Linked DNA regions of Mus musculus: regions 1, 3, 4, 5 and 6 are each linked to region 2. A link is a contact called in public Hi-C, HiCAR-type, HiChIP or PLAC-seq and promoter capture Hi-C data. All regions are on one chromosome and are shown on one strand. The core of a region is the stretch at or near the end of the contact, and the rest is flanking DNA. Distances in the headings are between cores, read along the strand shown. Region 1 holds the start of Utf1 (undifferentiated embryonic cell transcription factor 1). Region 2 holds the start of Cfap46 (cilia and flagella associated protein 46). Region 3 holds the start of Spef1l (sperm flagellar 1 like). Region 4 holds the start of Echs1 (enoyl Coenzyme A hydratase, short chain, 1, mitochondrial). Region 5 holds the start of Mtg1 (mitochondrial ribosome-associated GTPase 1). Region 6 holds the start of Pwwp2b (PWWP domain containing 2B).

What was found. Promoter capture Hi-C pulls out the DNA fragments that hold promoters and counts their contacts. Hi-C and Micro-C count contacts between places; a contact is called where the count stands out from the background. HiCAR-type assays count read pairs that join an accessible place to other places. HiChIP or PLAC-seq counts read pairs in DNA pulled down with a chosen protein or histone mark.
Region 1: a contact with region 2 is called in a HiCAR-type map of astrocytes, with 2.1 times the contacts expected there. The contact joins the promoter of Utf1 here to the promoter of Cfap46 in region 2. A contact is called at or near these places in 13 of 39 promoter capture datasets (the 3T3-L1 cell line, the C10 cell line, cranial neural crest and 8 more) and 2 of 115 datasets of contacts at active chromatin or transcription factors (astrocytes and embryonic stem cells).
Region 3: a contact with region 2 is called in a promoter capture Hi-C map of neural stem cells. The contact joins the promoter of Spef1l here to the promoter of Cfap46 in region 2. A contact is called at or near these places in 15 of 39 promoter capture datasets (the 3T3-L1 cell line, 3T3-L1-derived adipocytes, the C10 cell line and 7 more), 5 of 484 Hi-C or Micro-C datasets (embryonic stem cells and regulatory T cells) and 1 of 115 datasets of contacts at active chromatin or transcription factors (SST interneurons).
Region 4: a contact with region 2 is called in a Hi-C map of uterus. The contact joins the promoter of Echs1 here to the promoter of Cfap46 in region 2. A contact is called at or near these places in 3 of 39 promoter capture datasets (the 3T3-L1 cell line, hippocampal neurons and stem cell-derived epiblast-like cells), 1 of 484 Hi-C or Micro-C datasets (uterus) and 1 of 9 other capture datasets (adipose tissue).
Region 5: a contact with region 2 is called in a promoter capture Hi-C map of neural stem cells. The contact joins the promoter of Mtg1 here to the promoter of Cfap46 in region 2. A contact is called at or near these places in 3 of 39 promoter capture datasets (the 3T3-L1 cell line, embryonic stem cells and neural stem cells) and 1 of 15 datasets of contacts at CTCF or cohesin (the NIH/3T3 cell line).
Region 6: an HNF4G HiChIP or PLAC-seq map of pancreatic cancer cells shows a contact between it and region 2. The contact joins the promoter of Pwwp2b here to the promoter of Cfap46 in region 2. A contact is called at or near these places in 4 of 39 promoter capture datasets (hippocampal neurons, liver and pre-B cells), 2 of 484 Hi-C or Micro-C datasets (CD8 T cells and embryonic stem cells) and 2 of 115 datasets of contacts at active chromatin or transcription factors (embryonic stem cells and pancreatic cancer cells).

The regions. Positions count from the first base shown.
Region 1 is chr7:139,942,477-139,945,337 of GRCm38.p6, forward strand. Utf1 (undifferentiated embryonic cell transcription factor 1) reads left to right here and starts at 1,380. Exons shown (of 2, transcript NM_009482.2): 1 at 1,380-1,953; 2 at 2,051-2,636. The coding sequence starts at 1,398. The coding sequence ends at 2,514.
Region 2 is chr7:139,682,214-139,685,487 of GRCm38.p6, forward strand. Cfap46 (cilia and flagella associated protein 46) reads right to left here and starts at 1,602. Exons shown (of 59, transcript NM_001302546.1): 1 at 1,509-1,602; 2 at 1,133-1,257; 3 at 791-922; 4 at 268-332. The coding sequence starts at 1,557. It overlaps Gm32680 (a long non-coding RNA gene), which reads left to right and starts at 1,841. Exons shown (of 3, transcript XR_389968.2): 1 at 1,841-1,926.
Region 3 is chr7:139,977,045-139,980,099 of GRCm38.p6, forward strand. It overlaps Spef1l (sperm flagellar 1 like), which reads right to left and starts at 1,711. Exons shown (of 7, transcript NM_001033465.3): 1 at 1,503-1,711; 2 at 990-1,101; 3 at 28-178. The coding sequence starts at 1,638. It overlaps Adam8 (a disintegrin and metallopeptidase domain 8), which reads right to left. Exons shown (of 24, transcript NM_001291066.2): 23 at 2,916-2,990; 24 at 1,888-2,483. The coding sequence ends at 2,433. Gm16201 (a long non-coding RNA gene) reads left to right here. Exons shown (of 5, transcript XR_389973.3): 5 at 1-1,936.
Region 4 is chr7:140,114,787-140,118,031 of GRCm38.p6, forward strand. Echs1 (enoyl Coenzyme A hydratase, short chain, 1, mitochondrial) reads right to left here and starts at 1,635. Exons shown (of 8, transcript NM_053119.3): 1 at 1,521-1,635. The coding sequence starts at 1,608. It also overlaps a transcript of Paox not described here.
Region 5 is chr7:140,135,562-140,138,831 of GRCm38.p6, forward strand. Mtg1 (mitochondrial ribosome-associated GTPase 1) reads left to right here and starts at 2,003. Exons shown (of 11, transcript NM_199301.2): 1 at 2,003-2,212; 2 at 2,758-2,822. The coding sequence starts at 2,104.
Region 6 is chr7:139,246,818-139,250,006 of GRCm38.p6, forward strand. It overlaps Pwwp2b (PWWP domain containing 2B), which reads left to right and starts at 1,665. Exons shown (of 3, transcript NM_001098636.1): 1 at 1,665-1,826. The coding sequence starts at 1,702.

The sequences.
Region 1 (2,861 bases), core at 130-2,629, 260 kb after region 2:
AGCCCCTAGTCACAAATCACTAAAGAAACAGCCGCTAATCTTTGCGCTACATTGTTGTCTTCGGTCCCACAGCAGGAGACCACCACAGTCCCAGAAGCAAGATGGCAGACTGGTACTCCTTTTGACTTCACTGATCTCTGTAAAACTAGGGCTACTAGGGACTTACTTGCCATCTTTTTAGGATGTTCCTTTTTCTTGTCTTGACTACATTGGCCAAGAATTCTACACTCAGACGAACTTTGAATATCGTTTTCTTAGTCTTAATCTTGAGGGGAAGAGTTGATACTTTGTCACCCTTTGTTAATAGATAGAAAGATTCCTTTTTGTAGTGTGTGTGAACTAAGATTCCAATTTAGCAGCCGCTGATCGCTATCAAATCTAGCACCCAAATGGCCTCCCTAGCTAGATGAGTCAACTAGATACAACATGTATCCATCCATCTTCCAAAGCCCCCAGCCAGAGCAGAATGGAGAGGATGGGTCTACAATTTGCATAGATAAACAACACATTCTGGTGCACTAGCCATACAAGGTGCCAGAGTTTTGTGTTTCTGGAGCTTTTCACAGGCTGTTTATGAGTAGTAACTAATGGGCGAAGCACAAATATAAAAACAAAAACAAACGAGCTGACTCCTCCCATCTGCCCTCTTCACTCGATCTTATTACATTGTACCTTGATTAAATGCTTTTTAAAAATGATTTATTTGGGCCTGGAAAGATGGCTCAGCAGGTAAGAGAGTGCTCTCACCGAAGGTCCTGAGTTCAAATCCCAGCAACCACATGGTGGCTCACAACCACCCGTAATGAGATTTGACGCCCTCTTCTGGTGTGTTTGAAGTCAGCTACAGTGTACTTAGGTATAATAACAAATAAGCCTTATTTTAAAAAGATGTATGTATGTATGTATGTATGTACTTAATATGAGTACATCGCTGTCTTTTGACACACCAGAAGAGGGCATCAGATCCTATTACAGATGGTTGTGAAACACCAGGTGGTTGCTGGGAATTGAACTTAGGACCTCTGGAAGAGCAGTCAGTGCTCTTAACCACTGAGCCATCTCTCTAGCCCTAAATGGTTTTTTGGGTTTTTTTTTTTAGTAAAAAAATTTTTACACGTTCTGTTTTGTGTAGCAGGGCAAAAAAACTCCGTTCTCAGGTCCTGGGTCCCTAAGGAAAGGACTAGAAAGGGGATGGGCTAGAATAAGCAAGGCACAGGCCAAGAGGAACTAGGTAGGCGAGGGGGCGGGGCGGCTAGACGATGGGAGGGTCGCAACGACCAGGTTCAGACGCAGAGGGCGGTGCGGGGTCCTTAGAGCGTGTGTGGGCGGCTCTGGAGGAGCCCTCCTCTCTGGTGAGGCCACGCCTTGGAGTGCACGCACCTCTACCTGGCTCAGGGATGCTGCTTCGTCCCCGGAGGTTGCCCGCTTTTTCTCCGCCGTCGCCAGCTAGCCCCGACGCTGAGCTGCGGTCGGCCGGGGATGTCCCGGTGACTACGTCTGATGCCTTCGCTACTTCGGGCGGGATGGCTGAACCCGGCTCGCCCAAGGCTCCCGTGTCCCCGGACTCGGCGCAGCGCACGCCCTGGAGTGCCCGAGAGACGGAGCTACTTCTGGGCACGCTGCTGCAGCCGGCCATGTGGCGCTCACTACTGCTGGACCGCAGGCAGACTCTGCCTACTTACCGCCGCGTGTCCGCCGCACTGGCCCGTCAGCAAGTTCGGCGCACGCCCGCTCAGTGCCGCCGTCGCTACAAGTTCCTCAAGGACAAACTCCGAGACTCCCAGGGCCAGCCGTCCGGACCCTTCGATAACCAGATCCGCCAACTCATGGGGCTATTGGGGGACGATGGGCCGCCGAGGGTTCGCCGCCGCTCTACTGGCCCTGGACGTCCCCAGCGCCGCGGCCGCTCGTCCCTCTCCGCGTTAGCACCCGCACCTGCACCGGTGGAGCAAGGTAGGAGCAGCCATGTGGGCAAGAAGGGTCTGGGTCTCCTGGGGAGGGGCGGAGCCCTGAGTTGGGATTCCGTACGTTCCGCGCGTTTCTCTCGTAGAGGCCGAGCTGCCGCTGGCTGCGGAAAATGACGAACCTGCCCCTGCGCTCAGATTCAGTTCTTCCACGACGAAGTCTGCAGGTGCCCACCGCATTACCAGCTCTCCTCCTCTTACGAGCACCGACACTCTGCCTCCTGAGCCGGGCCATACCTTCGAATCCTCCCCGACGCCAACCCCCGACCACGACGTGGAGACCCCGAATGAGCCTCCTGGCCTTTCCCAGGGCCGTGCTTCTTCCCCGCAGGTTGCTCCCCAGTCGTTGAATACCGCGTTGCTGCAGACCTTGACGCACTTGGGCGACATCTCAACAGTTCTGGGCCCTCTGCGCGACCAGCTGTCGACCCTGAACCAGCACGTGGAGCATCTACGAGGTTCCTTCGACCAAACCGTTTCTCTGGCGGTGGGGTTCATTCTGGGCAGTGCAGCCTCCGAGCGGGGCATCCTTGGGGACTTGCGCCAATAAAGCTTTGTTATCAGTCCTCTTCTCCAGAAACGACTCCCAGTCTACCCCGACCCCTGTTACTGTCCCCATCCCCATCTCAAACCTAGGTTCTTACCAAAATAAAGATTGTGTTTTCTACTTAATCCTGTGAATGAATTCGGACTCCAGGTCGCGGTAAGAATGGAACCCTAAGGGTAGAGGCTAAAAGACACAGCCCCTCGCCCCACAGTTGTGCATCTTTTCGGTGAAGATTTGGCGGAGTGGTACACAGTTGTTACCTGATGTTTGGGGCACCTGATGTGCGGAACCCCTCCACTGGTCAGCAGTGATTGAAACCCAGGGGCTGGCTGGATAAGGTACGTGGATGG
Region 2 (3,274 bases), core at 352-2,851:
TGGGAAGGAGGCCACCGAGAAAACACTTTGAGAGCCATCTACAAATCTCAGTGAGCCCTGAGCAAGCACAGCATAGGAAGTCTGCATGGGTATGGCTGGCCTTCCCAGCTAGTAAGACAAGCCTGTGTCATAACTCCATTCGTTACAAGCACAAAACAGAAAGGAGAAGGGATGGATGTCAGAAAGAGAAATGACATCGCTTGCTTCTGTGGGCACCAGAGTCTTATGCAATCAAGTAGAAGCAGACAGACAGTTCAGCATACCTACCTCGGTTCTCCTTTTGCAAAGTTTATGGCCTTCATGTACTGTGTCACGCAATTTTCAAATTCTTCCTAAGACAGCACAAAGAATACCCAGGTGAGCCAACTAGCCACCCCAGCACCCACTGCTGCTCATCTTCATTCCTGGCATCCAATGCAAACTGGTTTTCACCCCAGCTTATGCACAGTCCGGGGACAGCGAAGACCCTTGAGCAACCACAGCTGGCTGTGCCTGTGGGTTCCAGACTCTCCCACCTCCCGCTCTGCCCAGCCCAGGAAGGGCTTTGGGGGAGAGAAGACAGAAAGGTCATAGCACCCCCTTGCAGAGGTGGGAGGTCATATGGACTCATGTCAGGCACCTGGCGAGTACCGAGCGGAGAGAAAAGCACAAATGGGAACTGCCGATGTTTTTTGCATCACTGTGAAGGAGACTCTGGTTCCTCAGTCCCATTTTGCTTTAAAGCTTCTCTAAGACCTGCCTTGCTGCCATCCCTGGAGGTGGGGTGAGAAGTGGAGAGGGGTAGTCTTACCACATTTTCCTCTGACTGTGGGGCACAAAGCTGGGCCCTGCACAGGTGCGCTCGGCCCAAAAACTGAGTGATTGGCGCCTTCACTTTGAAGTACATCTGGATGCAGTCTTCGCTTATCTCAGGCTCTTTCATCTGTAGGAGATTGAAGCCAGGAAGAGGAAGGAAGATGCCCAGGATGAAGGCGCTCTGGGTCACTGGTGAGGCTAGCTTGGTCATTTCTATACTCACAACACTCATCAAATGTCCCATCCACCCTAACCCTGTGCCGTTTACACCCAAAGATGTGAAGGTGGGGACAGGTTCATTGTGTGCCAGTGACAGCCAGTCACTCAAGGGCTTCACCTTGAGTGCCTGCTCTGCACACAGCACAAACAGGTCCGGGCTGAAGCTCTCTGTGGGGTCAAGCTCCGACTTTCCCAGGTTTGCAGACTTGATCAGTTCATAAGCTCTTCGCAGGGCAGTTGCATCTATCGGGCAGAGGATCAGCAGAGGGGCCCAGCATAGGTATGTCAGAGAGACACAGTCCACAGTCCCTGGAAGAGCCTTCCTCTGGCACAGAAATATGGGTCTGAATTCCTGGCCAGGTTGCTTTCAACCATCCCCACTCAGCGACTAGGCCAGGGTTCAACAACTGTATCCACCGCATCGCATCACGGACTTTTGTGCCACTCTACTTAGGTCAAGGGGTTCCCATCAGCAAAGTTAGAGTGAGACCCACCTTGTTGATTCCGGGCACGGGCCAGTTCCTGCGTTATGATCAGGTCCATGGCCCTGGAGGCCCTCAACTATACAGCTCCACTGCTGGACCAGTAGCGGTTGCCTAGAGACGGGGCCCAGACCAAGGACGCGGGAGCTCGGGGCGGGGCTACACTTGAGGAGTCCGTGACGCTGGGAGTAGGGAGGGGAAGGGGGCGGGGAAGTAGACAAGAAGCAGGCGGAGCGGAACTGATGGACACCGAGTGAGGCCAGGTCAAGAACTCTTGAGTGTTGAATTGGCACCCAGGGCACCCATACCATGCTGTCTTCACTTTCCTTGCCAGGCTGCGCTCACCTCCCATCCATCCACCCATGTTTCTGTGTCCTGCTCTGTTGCGGCACAGAAAGACAAGGGAACTCCACAAAACCTCCCTGCTCCGGTAAGCGCGGGCTGGACGGATGCAGGAAAAAGATCTAACAGAAGATGCCTACCAGAGCAGGAAGGTGGGCTGCTGGGTACCAGTCGGACAGGGAAGTTGCCAGCCTCAGAAAGCGTGCCCCTTTCTATCTGCAAGGGCCACCTGTGGCGGGTCTACATGTGTGACATTATCTAAGGGATCTGAGGAGTGAAGACTGAGTAGACCCGCCTGTAGCTGCTGCCTGGGCAAGAAGCCTTGGAATTGGAGCAGTTCTGGGATCAGGAAGGATGCGGGGGGTGGGGTGGGGGGACGCCACAAACGCTCTAGAGCCCTTGTTCGAGGATCACTCTTAGAGATGACTTTCATTAAGACATAGTAGTCTTGGAGGTCCAAGCTGGGGCAGAGCCCGGAGCTGCAGGAGGAGCTGCGCTTCATCAGCTGAGAAGCAGTGGTCGGTGGGCAATGATGGAGATCCCCGGGGCAGCAGGTGGGCAGCAGGTTAGCAGGCGTATAGGCAAAGACAAAGCTGACTCTAGTATCCTAAATGAGCGTTTAGAACGGCGTGCAGAAGGACAAACGTGTATACAAGATCTAAGGGAAAAAGCCGCAGTCCCCAAGGCCACGCCCCCAGTGACCTACTTCCTCTAGCCAGACACCACCTCTTAAAGAATACCGAACCTCTCGAAATAGCGCCACCTGCTGGGACTATGAGTCAGCACATGAGCCCGTGAGACCTTAGCAGGCGCAAACTAAAAAACCACAGAGGGAGAAACAGATAAAATCTTTCCTCAGAAGTAGAGTCTTCTGATCTTTTGAAAGAAGCTGTTAGGAAAATGAAAAGGTAGACTACAGGTTAGAAGAAAACATTCATAATAAAATCTAATACAAGACCTGTGTCTAGATTATATAAGAGTTCAATGGATAAATCACAGGCAAGTTTTAGAAGATGCCAAAGACTTGGATAGACACTTGACAACGTGAGCTACTTGACTACCCAGTGAGCAGGGAATGAGTGCAGCCGCCACCGTTGCCAGTAATCAGAGAAACAACACAAAGAAATGCCTCCCACATTCAAACCCATTAGTGCAGCTAAAATCAAGAAGCCTGATGATAGAGGTCCTGGTGGGGACAAACAGCTGCATGTGCCACACAGCTGGTGGGGATAAAGTGACAATCACCGAAAAACTGGGAGCTCTAAGTAAACTGAGGCATGTACTTGACTCATGACCCAGAAATTCTCCTCTTATAATGAGTACCCTTTGAAGTTCTAGAGACCAAGGGAGGGAGGGAGGGGGGAGGAGGAGGAGGGAGAAGAGAGAGAGAGAGGGGGGAGGGAGAGGGAGAGGAAGTTAGTTCATGGCTGCTTTGT
Region 3 (3,055 bases), core at 461-2,960, 290 kb after region 2:
ATGCTGAATTGATGTGCAGACACTTACAGCTGTACCAGCTGAGCCTACATGAACAGTCCTGGCCTCCATCTTCTCCCTCAGTGCACATAGAATAGACTCGATAACTCCAGGCCTGTTGGATACCACCCTTTGGATATCATTATCTGAGATACACAAGTGCAGCTTGCGAAAGACTTTCCTGCAAAGAAGGTAGGAGCACATTCTCAAAGCAGTACCATCAAGGACTGGGAGTTGAGCCCTCCCTGAAGTTCTATGCTCCCTGCAATGCCTTCCAGCCACTGGGCAGCATCTTGCTTTCTCAGAGAGCCCCTTTGTGCCCTGCACTTGAGTGGCGCATGGCTATCTCATTCTTGGCCTTTGGAGCTATGTCTCAGGAGATCGCAGAACATGGGGTGCTCTATCAGGCCATGTTCTCTGCATTCATTCTCATCTCTCTACTGGCTTGCCCTCGGTAAATCCTGTTGAGACAGCTCAACAGTACCTGGAAACCTGCAGCTGGGCCCTCTCAGCATGATCATCTCCCTTGAGGTCTCTTTTCATCTCTTCCCTCTCAAACATAAGCCCATGAGATTAGACCCAGGCCTGAGCCCAGCAATGTTTCTATTCCAATCTGAGCCAGTCTTTTGGGGGTGCCCACACAGGTTCTCCACCTTGCTCTGCTCAGACACTTCCCGAGGGCCCTCTGTGATTGGACTACATCAGACATATCTGCCCGACTCTGTCCTTGAGATCACTTATTATACACAGGCAGAGTCTTGTCTGAGGACATTTGGGGAGGTGAAGTAAAACTCTACTGATCCGTAAGGGAGCAGGCTAGCTGATAGGCTGCCCTAGCACCCCCAGGAGTGGTACTAGGGGTACTAGTGCCCTAGTACCCCTGGTTGTGGTACTCTTCTATAGGCAAGGACCCACAGTTAGGCAGTCAGAGACCCATGGCTGGAGAGAGCATCCCGGGGTCAACCTAGGTGGGCTGAGCTCCCAGGCCTTGCCTGTTGAGAAGGCTCCAGTTGCTCAGCTTCTGGTCTGTACTGCAGGCTGGGACGTAGCTGTGCAAGTCCACCAGCCGAGGGCGGAAGTGCTTCACAATCTCGGCCACCAGCACTGTGGGAATGCGAGGGGAACTTGGCTTGCCTGGTCAAGACCCTGGGTTGCAACTGTAATCCCTGACCACATGAGATGCATGGAATGGAGTGGGAAGGACACGAGCTTTTCCTGGGGAGCCCATAATTGTCCCCGAGTCTGGCACGGCACCTAGACTCCAGGTCAGACCAAGTGGTAGGATGGCCTGGGAAGCTAATACAGCGTGAGAGCCCAGGGGGAGCTGGAAGAGCCACAGGAGGCCCTGTTTGCTACTACCTTTCCTAAGGAGCACGAGTCTGGACTCAAGAACCGCTCCGTTCCCCCAACACCCACACCCGTACTAGGGGGCTGGAGGCAAGGGTGGCCCTCAGCTTTGAGTCCTCTTCATCATCCGCCCCATAGCGCCTCGCCCTCACTCGCACCACCATCACTGAAGTCCCGAGCCAAGTGGCGCTTGGGGCGGCTGAGTGGGAGCCGGTCCAGCCAGGCGCAGAGGTTATGAATATCCCCAGGCGTTGGCAGGAACGAAGCTGAGCTCGGCTTGGAAGCACTGAGCATGGCAGAGAAGTGGGTGTGCAGCAGAGAAACACAGCGGAAGAAACCTGGCGGGTTTGGACCGTTGCTGGGAGACGCGGCACAGCCGGAAGGGGCGGGGCCCTAACCGCGCTGGTCCCTCCCTCGATCCCAGGAAGGATTGGTCCTCCTGCACGCCCAGAGATCGGGCTGAATCAAGGTGGATGGTTAAAAAACGAAGGGAGATGGTAGGTGAAATTGTTTGATCTGGTGTAATAAAAACAAACTGCCATGTAGAATGTGATCTATAATCTATTGATAAAATAGAATCTTTATTAGTGAATAGTGTTTAGTCATAATTTCAACAACTAATCTGTTTCAATCCGGAGATGACGGCAACTTCTTGTCCCAACACCCCAAGAACGACGTCTTTTCCTTTCCTAAGTCTCATACACGAGTGGGATGTAGATACAGGAACTGTGCCTTGGAGAGAGGTCACTGTGTGAGGGCCAGTGCAGAAGTTGCTGGGAGGGGACTCCTGGCATTCTGTCCACCCAGAGACAGACAGACTTGATCACGCCCACTGCAGGGTACACCGCCCCTGCCTAGCAACTAGCATACGCAGATGTATGGTCTAAGCTGGCCAAGGCCAGTGAGAGGCCACTGGTTCATGAGGGCATCTGGACAGCAAGAGCCACAGAAAGATTATTCCTGAGGTAGGAACAGCGTGTGCAGGTCCAGCCTGGGTGGTGGTTGTGGTGTTGCTGAAGGAACACATTTATAGGAGCAGTGGTATCTCCAAACGTCCACAAACGATGGCCCTGGGGTGCCCTAGCTGGTCACCTCTTCTGGATGGGGACCTTCAGAGCAACCTTTGGCTCACCAGCTCCCTGCCAAGAAAAAAAGGAAATCGATATTAAAGAGGACCTGATAAGAGAGAGGTCCAGCTGAAAATACCCATTGCCAGTTCTTTAAATTTAGACTTCCACTTCCCCTAACAACAGAATGGGCCCGACCTCACAAGATGACTGTACTAGCATTTCATATATACTGTAGACTAGCCATATGAAAAGGAAAATTCCATAGCCCCCGAAAGCCGCAAGCACTGGAAAGTTCTGGCAAATTATAAAGCAGACATCAAGCCTGTTATTGAGGATTTTTTTTTCTTTCTTTTTTTTTTTTTTCAAATGTCACTAAAACTTACCAGCTAAGAAAATGAAAACAGCCACTCACCCTCCGAAACAGTGCCACAGTCAGCAGGAGGGTTCCTGCAAGATGGACTCCCCCTTCCCCTTCCCCTTCCCCTTCCCTCTGAGGCTCACCTGAGTTGCTCCAGGCACCGTCCCTCCAGTCCCGGGCTTGACTGGTGGTGTCGGGGGTGCAAAGGTTGGCTTGACCTGGGAGGAACCAGACACAGCTGACTGAGAGCATCTCCTAAGTAGGCCAAGTACGGCCCTTAGCT
Region 4 (3,245 bases), core at 385-2,884, 430 kb after region 2:
GCTGTCTACCATTCCGGGAAGCAGGACATGACAGCCAATCCAGGTTGGGATTCAGGAGGAACCCTTGCCCCAGAACGTGGTTAAGAATTCACAGTGGACCCAGAAACTTAGGATACCCAAGATATAAGATACAATTTGCTAAACGCATGAAACTCAAGAAGAACGAAGACCAAAGTGTGGACACTTTGCCCCTTCTTAGAATTGGGAACAAAACACCCATGGAAGGAGTTACAGAGACAAAGTTTGGAGCTGAGACAAAAGGATGGACCATCTAGAGACTGCTATATCCGGGGATCCATCCCATAATCAGCTTCCAAACGCTGACCCCATTGCATACACTAGCATGATTTTGCTGAAAGGACCCAGATATGGCTGTCTCTTGTGAGACTATGCCGGGGCCTAGCGAACACAGAAGTGGATGCTCACAGTCAGCTATTGGATGGATCACAGGGCCCCCAATGGAGGAGCTAGAGAAAATACCCAAGGAGCTAAAGGTGCAACCCTATAGGTAGAACAACATTATGAGCTAACCAGTACCCCGGAGCTCTTGACTCTAGCCGCATATGTATCAAAAGATGGCCTAGTCGGCCATCAACAGAAAGAGGCCCATTGGACTTGCAAACTTTATATGCCCCAGTACAGGGGAACGCCAGGGCCAAAAAGTGGGAGTGGGTGGGTAGGGGAGTGGTGGGGAGGGTATGGGGAACTTTTGGGATAGCATTGGAAATGTAAATGAGGAAAATACTAAATAAAAAATATTAAAAAAAAATTCACAGTGGAGTACTAGAAGTCTGTAGAGGAGTTGAGCCAAGGAGTGGGAAGGGAGGAACTATTCAGCTGGCTAGGAAGGAAAGTGGGTGTGTCGGTATGGGCTACGCTGATTGGGTGGCTTGAAGGACACGATCAGGAGAGACTGTGGAAACAGCAGAGACTAGACAGGAGGCACTATGGACAAACCTTTCCCAATACCCAGGCTGTCTTACTTAACCTACTTTCACATTCTCTTAAAGCTACCTAAACACATGGGATTTCACAACCAACATGCATGTTCCCAGCTGACACTCATAAAAGTTCGAGCGTTGAGAAGCTATTACACCCAGAGCCCTCCCACTAGACATGGCTTCGAGGTGCTAGGATCTGGCTGGGCTTGTAAGGTGAGACTAAGGTCAGACTGAGGAGCGGGGAACGGGGTAAGGAATTGGGAAGGGGTCAGTCGAGCGCTGGAGTTGGAGGCTCAGAAGGAAGATCACCAAGCTAGAGTCAGTGGTCACTTGCAGGAAATCTGGGTTTAGTGTGGGGATGCGTACTCGAATCCAGGGTCCAGGTACTTCAGAGTCAAGTGTTGGGAGTGCATGCTTGTGGAAGTAGGGGGTCAGACAAAAGATCTAGAGTTAGGAGAGAAGGGCCAGGATCAAGTGAGGATGCGTGCAGGCCGGGGTTTAGGGACCACCCAGAGGTTATGGGTGGAGAAACCACCCAACGTGGGTGGGGTGACGCACCCCGCCGGTGTCCGCACTCACCCGAGGCGAAGCGCCGTAGTTCTGGGCAGCGGACTGAGGACAACAGTGAGCTACAGGCTCTGGGCAGCAGAGCACGCAGGGCCGCCATGGCGGAGAGACGATGTGTTCCGCCCACAGAATCGCCCCGCCTGCAGAATCGCTCCGCCCCAGATCCCAGGCGGGATGAAGACGGAAGCTTAAGGGGTGGACCCGTGACCTGAGCGGGCTGGTACAGAGGGCGGGGTGGGGCAGCGTGGGGTGCTGGGCTGCGGTTCTTGGAGTAGTCTGTTAATTGCATCACTTTGGTGGTGTGCCCTTGGCGGGTGCCCGGTTTACGAAGCCAGACTGGGAGACATGGCTGTGCCCTTTCCCCTGTGATGGCCGTATGCTTTCGTTCTTGACCAGGGGAAAAACTACGGGAAGACGCGATCACAGATACAGTAATAAAGCATAAAGCGGTAAAGTGCAAGACGGTTTTGTTTAGCTTTGTGTGAGGGTCTTACTTCATAGCCCTGGTTGGCTGGAACCCTCCTTATGGGCCAGGCTGTTTCTCAATCTCACAGAGATCCATTTGCCTCTGCCTTCCAAATGCTTGGATTAAAGGCATGAGCCATTATACCCTGCTCCAGAGGTATTCTTTACATGACAACTGACTAGCTTCATAACACCAGGTTAGAAATAGCTGTGATTTTACAAGATGAGAAGATTTCACATAAATTTAAAAGAAAGCCAATGTTTTGTTCACGTAAATTATCTTGAATTATAACTTAAAAATATTTAGCAAGTATTATCAGGCCTTCATTTGTATTCTTGCCCTGGTCCTGCAAACCCTAGGATAGAGATAAAGGACAGAATCTCCAGACAAAAGCAAGCTTGATACTGTTATGCCGGGAAGTTTGTGAACCCCAAAAGTCCACCAAGGAGCCTTTTCGATGTAATAGTATTAGGGTCTCTATTACAGGCTCAGGCTTGGGCCCTCTCCTCCAACTCAACCCTGACACAGCAGGACAGGAAGGGAAGGCAGAGAAGCCTTGAACTCTCATCTGGACAGGGCTTTACAAGAAATGGAAGGTAAGAGAGGGGGTGTCCATCTTGGAAAGTATCTAACTGAAGGTCTATTGTAAGCCGACTGTATTCAGTCACAAAGGGTCTGAAAGTGCATCTGAAACAATCAGGCTAGTCTTTGTTTTACTGTTGTTAGGAAGTAGCTACAGAGTAACGCTGGCCAAGGACAAGCCATGGGGTCTTTCCTGGTACGTGGGTACAACCTGGGTTCTTCTGTAGGTCAAGTTCTCAGGCTTTTTTTTTTTTTTTCTTTTAGATAGAGGCTGGTCCCAAGATGGAGTAGGTTTGGATTCTCAATACTTTAAAGAAAACAATCCAAACCAGAATAGAACAGTCAGCAAACTTTATTTCAAGACTAAGATAGAATATAAACAGAAACAGACCACCACCAAACCTTTGCTCCAGGTCTCTGTGTTAGCATAGGCTAAGCAACCATGACAGTAGTTCCAAAATGAAATGTCTCAAACACAATTTATTTAACAACCCAGGACTGGTGTTGAGGTTAGGTGCCTAATATTCTCTTGAGTTTAGGGACAAAGGAATAAACACCTAAAGAGTGAGAATATTGTATTTGTCAGGGTTCTCTAAAGGAATAGAACTGATATAATTCTCTCTCTCTCTCTCTCTCTCTCACACACACACACACACACACACACACACACACACGTTTTCTGGGATGCT
Region 5 (3,270 bases), core at 753-3,252, 450 kb after region 2:
GTACTCTAACAGGTTTTTACTGTAGTCTACAGCTTGAGGACTGAGAAAGCACAGATCTTTCAAGGGCAAAAGTCTTTGTTGTTGACACTCAGGGACACATTTCAGTTTTCAGAGGAGTGACTTTGCGGGACGGGGGACAGGCTTGCCAGGAGGATCTGAGCTGCTAGGGATGGGTTGGGGCTCTTCCATGATGGAGACTGCCTTGACAGACCTAGGACTTTAAACTTACAATCTGGGCACATCCCCTCACTGGACTCCCCCATTTTCCTTTTGAGACAACATCTCACTCTGACCCAGGCTGGCTTTGAAATTTCTATTCTGCCTCAGTCTCACAAGGGCTGGGCTTATAGTATGTGCCTGTCTGGAGGCCTGGGGGTGATAGTAGTACTGGGTATCAAACCCAAGGCTTCCTGCATTCAAGGCAACCATTATAACATTGAGTTACATGTCAACCCCTTTTATTTGAGATAGTGTCTCTCTTAGGGTAGTTTCTAATGCCTGGCTTCCCCTGGCCTCTATCATCCTTAGCTGGTATCACAGGCCTGTTCTACCAGGAGCAGCTGGATTTGCATTTAGTCTTACAACTATGAAGCCCACTTCACTCTCATTGTATTAATGGGAATGTAGTCGGTATTTATAACAGTTACATTAAAATGTCACACTTGAAAATGGAGGCATTACAGGTGTGTGTGTGTGTGTGTGTGTGTGTGTGTGTGTGTAACACTTGAAAGTTCTAAGGCAGGCCCGGGAACTGATAGGGGACAACTCAATTTCCTTACATTGATTTATATGAGTATACGAGGGAGAAAGACGACTTTTTTTAGACTGCCTCATGAAGCTCAGGCTGACCCTGAGTTCCTGACCCTCTTGCCTCAAATCTCTCATATGCTAGGATTACTGGTGTGTGCTGTCACACCTGCCTGAGTTTTGGTAGCGTAGGCTACAAAGTGAGATATTGTCTCAAAAGGAAGAAAAATGTGCCTAGATTTTAAGTTTAAATTTCTAGGCCAATTTCCCACCATGGAGAAGCCACATCTTCATTGCCAGCAGCCCAATTTCTTCTGGCTTCCCTATGAAACCCTAGAATCTTGGGCATGCTAGGCCAGGCCAGCTTGTTATCCTCCATGCTATATATCCTCAAACCTGAAAGATTTGGAATATAGTGAAAAATCTCCAGATTGGGACTGGAGAGATGGCTTGGAGGTTAAGAATGATTGCTGCTATTGCACAGGACTGAAGTTCAATTCTCAGCACCCAGTCAAACAACTCAAAAGCCCCTGTAATTCCAGGTCCAGAGGATCCACTGGCTTCTGGGCGTATCCGCTAACACATGGCATACACAGACACTTCAAATAAAAATATAAAGGGCCCCCAATGGAGGAGCTAGAGAAAGCACCCAAGGAACTAAAGGGAACTGCAACCCTATAGGTGGAACAACAATATGAACTAACTAGTACCCCGGAGCTCTTGTCTCTAGCTGCATATGTATCAAAAGATGGCCCAGTAGGCCATCACTGGAAAGAGAGGCCCATTAGACTTGCAAACTTTATATGCCCCAGTACAGGGGAACGCCAGGGCAAAAAAAGGGGAGTGGGAAGGTGGGTATGGGGAACTTTTGGGATAGCATTGGAAATGTAAATGAGGAAAATACCTATTAAAAATGAGAAAAAATATAAATAAATGAAATTGAGTCTTTTTGTTGTTGTTTTTCTCTGTCTTACCATGTAGCACTGGCTCTGGAATCCACCAGGCTGGTCTCAAGCACACTGAGAGCCACTTACTGGCCTCTGCCTCTGGTGCTGGGGATAAAAAGTGTGCGCAACCACAACATAAGAGCAAATATAATATTTTATATATATATATCGTCTTTCCAAAAGAAAAAAAAGGAGACTATCTTCAAATCCCTGAAAAGAACCTCACATAAGCTCAGGAATCCTGAGAATGGAGCACTACCGGGCCAACCCCGTGCCCCTGCTTATCCCAGAGTGCTCGAGTCAGGCGCATGCGCAGTCGCGCACGGAACCCAGGCGCGCCGGAACCCTGTGAGCAGATCCAGGCCCTGGCGGAGGCGGTCCGACTGCGAACTCTTCCGACACCAGTGACATGAGGCTGTGGCCGCAGGCATGGGGTGCCGTCCGGGGCGCTTGGCGCGAGTGCTTCCCTCTGCAAGGTCACGATGTAGCACGCTGGTTCCCCGGCCACATGGCCAAGGGTGAGGCCAGCATGGGCTGCAGGCGGCACGGGCGCCGGTCCTGGCGGTTCCTTGGTTCGCCTTCCTGGCATCGGGTTGGAGAGCTGTTTTGTGCTTGATACTTTTGAGACGCACTGAGTGGTCCCTTTAAGTCACATGCAAGCTGATGTCTGAGTTTATAGGTCACAACTTGGCCCCAGGCAGCTGTAGACGTAGTGCGGTCCTAGGCTGCTGTTTGCTGTGGTCTTGGCTGCCGCAGCCATGCGAGATTATAGTGTGTGGCAGAAAAGGCGCCGGGAGTGTGAGTGGACAGGTGGCAGTTGCGGTGCGGAGCCTCAGTGTTTCTGTGCAGTGAGGGTATTAAGTCCGCACAGTATCAGGAACTTCCTGATTAAGACCATCTTGTGTGAAATGTACCTTCCAGAACCATCGGGGCACCGTGGAACGTGGCTCAGAATGCTGCCTCCTTTAACCCTGTGTGCACTGATGGTTCTCAGATGTATTCCCCTAGGAGAACTTAAACTTGCCCCCTTTGGCTGTTTCCTTAGTGCCCCTCTATTTTCTAGGACTAAAGAAGATGCAGAGCAGTCTGAAGTCGGTGGATTGTGTTATCGAGGTTCATGACGCCAGGATATCCTTTTACGCTGTAGAGGGGAGCACCTCTGCTCGACTGTAAAGGCAGCAGCAGGATGCTTTCCTGGTTCCTCTCCATCTCCTTCAGACAGTTTAGTCTGCTCTGCCTCTGGTCCATCATTATGTCTACAGCTGCGACAGCTTCTTTTGTAATTACTGGGACATAAAGCAGTGTTTTCCAATTCTCATTACACATTAGAGTTCCCGGGAGGCTTTTACATCAATAGCTAGGGCCCTTTTAGATCAGAATCTCCCTCGTGGGGTCTAGGCTGGTGTTTTTATTTTTAGGCTCCCATCTGATATCTCTCCCCCCCCCCCCCCCCCAGACAGGGTTTCTCTTTATAGCCCTGGCTGTCCTGGAACTCACTCTGTAGACCAGGCTGACCTTGAACTCAGAAATCCGCCTGCCTCTGCCTCCCAAGTGCTGGGATTAAAGGCGTGTGCCA
Region 6 (3,189 bases), core at 415-2,914, 440 kb before region 2:
CTCTACAACCAGGAGTCCCTGAACAAGGGCACCTGCTTGCTCAAGTGCCTTTTTCGGACTACCCCACAGTTGCTCAGACTATAGATGTCCCCAGCTTGGAAGCTACTGAACTGGCTGGGGGGAGGGGGATGTCCTGCTGTAGGCTGTACTGAGCAGGCATCCCCAGTACTCAGGCACAGATGCTTAGTATCTGGGTTGAGCGAGTGGGCAGCCTCCCACCAGCCCTCCACCTGGAACTGAGCTGGGAATGGTTCCTGTAGCCAGCGTTTTTTTTTTTTTTTTTCCTCCAAAATCTGCAGCACCCAGCTCTGGAGAGAAGGAGTGAGGAAAACAGACGTTTGTGGGAGGGGGACTGCCCCTCAGCTGGACTCCGCCCAGACTTTCTCATCTGCTCTAGTGTAGCCTTAAGGCAAGGTAAAGTGGCGCCAGGGCGGCCTCGGCTGTCCTTGGCGGCGTCAGTGGTAGCAGCCCTGAAGCAAGTCCCAGCAGGGCAAGAACTCCACTCCCCAGCTGAAAAGGACATGGGCCTGGTAGATCCGTGGTCAGTACCTCTCTGCCCTTTTGGTGCCTCCAATGCAGGGTCATGGCGATGCAAGTCAGCCTTAGGGGCCCGATTCACAGACGCCATTGGTCATTGCAACGTGACAGACCCTTGGAGGCAGTCAGTTATGGATTCCGAATCCGGATTCAGAGTGCAAGTGCTTGCGGAAACCGGAGGAGGTCTAGGGTGGCGGTCAGCCGTCCGCCGGGCGCCGCCACCTCCCACTCATGGCCAGGCTGCCCTCGCGGGCCCGGTTGCACACGCCCGGGGAGCCTGGCTCTTGCTCATGGGAGGTGGCTCTTCATACTGTACACTAAGCGAGGAGTGCTGCAGCGAGTAGTCCCAGGAGACGCAAGAGCTCTGGATAGAATAATCCTGCCAACACTAGTGCTGGCCAGCCCCGCGCCCTGCGAGGTTCTCAAACAGACCGGAGCACTATAGTCTCCTAGGAGGCGCCGAGCACACCTGGGTAGCCCAGTGCCAGGTAGCCCTGTAGTGAGGGTGACACTAGGCCTCTTGTAAGGGCCCCATTGGTGTCCCTCGGCACCCGGAGTCTCCTCTGCCAGGCCTGATTCGCTTCAAATACACGTGTCCACAGACTTTTTCAAGTACCAAGTGGACACAGGAGTCGTGCGTAGAAGACGCTGCCGGGGTCCTCTAGCACAAACTGGTAGACAGGGGACCCCCAGACTACATGGGGGAAGGGCCCCAGGCTGCGCCGGGCTCAGGGAGTGGCCCCGGGACAGGATCAGGAAGGAGGTGGGGCCCGGGGTGGAACCCAGAGAAGCAGAGTGGGGGAAGGGCCTGGACCCGGGGAGTGTCCCCGCTACCCCTCGGTTCCTGGCAAGGCCTCCTAGGGGGCATTCCAAGCCTGCGTGGCGTCAAGATTAACGAACCCTTCTCCCCGCCCGGTGGGGCCCCCGCAATGCGTTGCAAGCCCAGCTTTGAGAGCCGGCTGTGGGCGCACGCTGCGGGCGGACCGCCCCACGCCCTCCGGCTCCTGGGAGCGCAGCCCGCGGCCGCGCGCCCCAGCCTAGCTCCGCGGTGGCGGCCGGCACACAGAGCTTTGTGACGTCAGGCGGCGTCACGCGGGGCTGACCCGGCGGCGGCGGCGGCGGCGGCGGTGGCGGGCGGGGGCGGCCTCCGGAGGCGGCGGGAGCATGGAGCCGCGGGCCGGCTGCCGGTTGCCGGTGCGGGTGGAACAGGTCGTCAACGGCGCGCTGGTGGTCACCGTGAGCTGTGGCGAGCGCAGCTTCGCCGGAATCCTGCTGGATTGCACGAAAAAGTGAGCGGGGCAGGGTCGCGGGCCCGGGACTCCTCGGAATCTCCCGGGACACTCCTCCACCGATTCAAGGTTCCAATGCAGGCTCCGAGAGGAGCAGCAAAGCCCGGCGTCCGCTTTCAGTTTCTGCTGGGCCGGGGTTTCGAGGCGCGCCAGCTGGCCGCCGGTCTGGGTGCGAAAGTGGCTCTCTCCCAAAGTCGCGGTGACTTTCGGGGCAGGAGAGCGTGCGGCCCCGCAGAGGGGCTGCGGTGCCGGCCGGGACGCACGGGAAGCCTTGCCTGAAACTCCGCACATCTGCCATAATTAACGCACTTTTCTTTGTTCAGACGCACTGTTGAATTCGACTGTTTGTAGAATCGTGATTCGTTTAAGGGGGTCAGTTAAGCTATGGCCTCACCTGTCACAAGAGGGGGGAAGCCCAAGGCTTATAGGAGTGGCTGGTGGAGACCAGCTGCGAGACTGCGGGGTGTAGAAACACTGCTGTGGGCGAGGCGCCTTGCGGGGGAGTGGAAGATACAAGTTCCAGGGCCAGTGCCTCTACTGGAGGGGCGCATTGGGCTTGGCTCCTGAGACCACCTGTATACCCTTTGCAGGGGCTTCTGCAGCGCAGAACAGCCACCTGAACCCAGAATCACATGGCACTGCGCTGTCACTGCCTGATAAATGATTAGGCATTAATCAGGCTGTGACTCTTCTGCTCCAGCCAGGCTTCATTCTGGAATTAGGAACAGAAAAGGGCTCTGCTTTCAAAGACCCAACTTTTTCCCTTCCTAAAGCCCGGATTTCCCTGGGTTCCCACCACAGAGCAGAGCCCTTCCTCCTTCGACAGTTACCCTGCTGACATTATGTCTTCATTAGATGTGCCAGAAGCCATTTATGCACAAGTCATGTGACTTAACATATGGCCTCCCGTGTGACTGGTGCCCCTCTCTTGTTGGTTAGTACAGGGAGTGCCTATAATGGGGTGACATTCAGGGGCTGCAGAATAGCCACCTGAAAGCTTCCAAGGCAAGCCATCCCCCACCCTGCTGATGGCTGCCCTCTCCTCCCTAGGCAGGTCTGGCTGCACCCCTGCTCAACCTGTGCAGCCTGCTCTGGCCTCTCCCTAGAGAGTCTGCAGCAGAGGACCCGCATTTCCCCAGTTCTCAGGCTCCAGTGCTCAAGATAAGATTGGCTGAGAGTAGTCCTATCTTGTGGCTGTGTCTACAGAGATAGGGGGGATCTCTACCCTGAGGTCAATGGCTAACCTGGCTTGCAGATGCATACACCCTTCATGAATAGAAGCTAGCTGCTGGCTGGCATCCTGAACATGGGAAGCAGCAGCTATAGGATGCATGTGTGTCCGTGCCTCACAGTCTACCAGAAC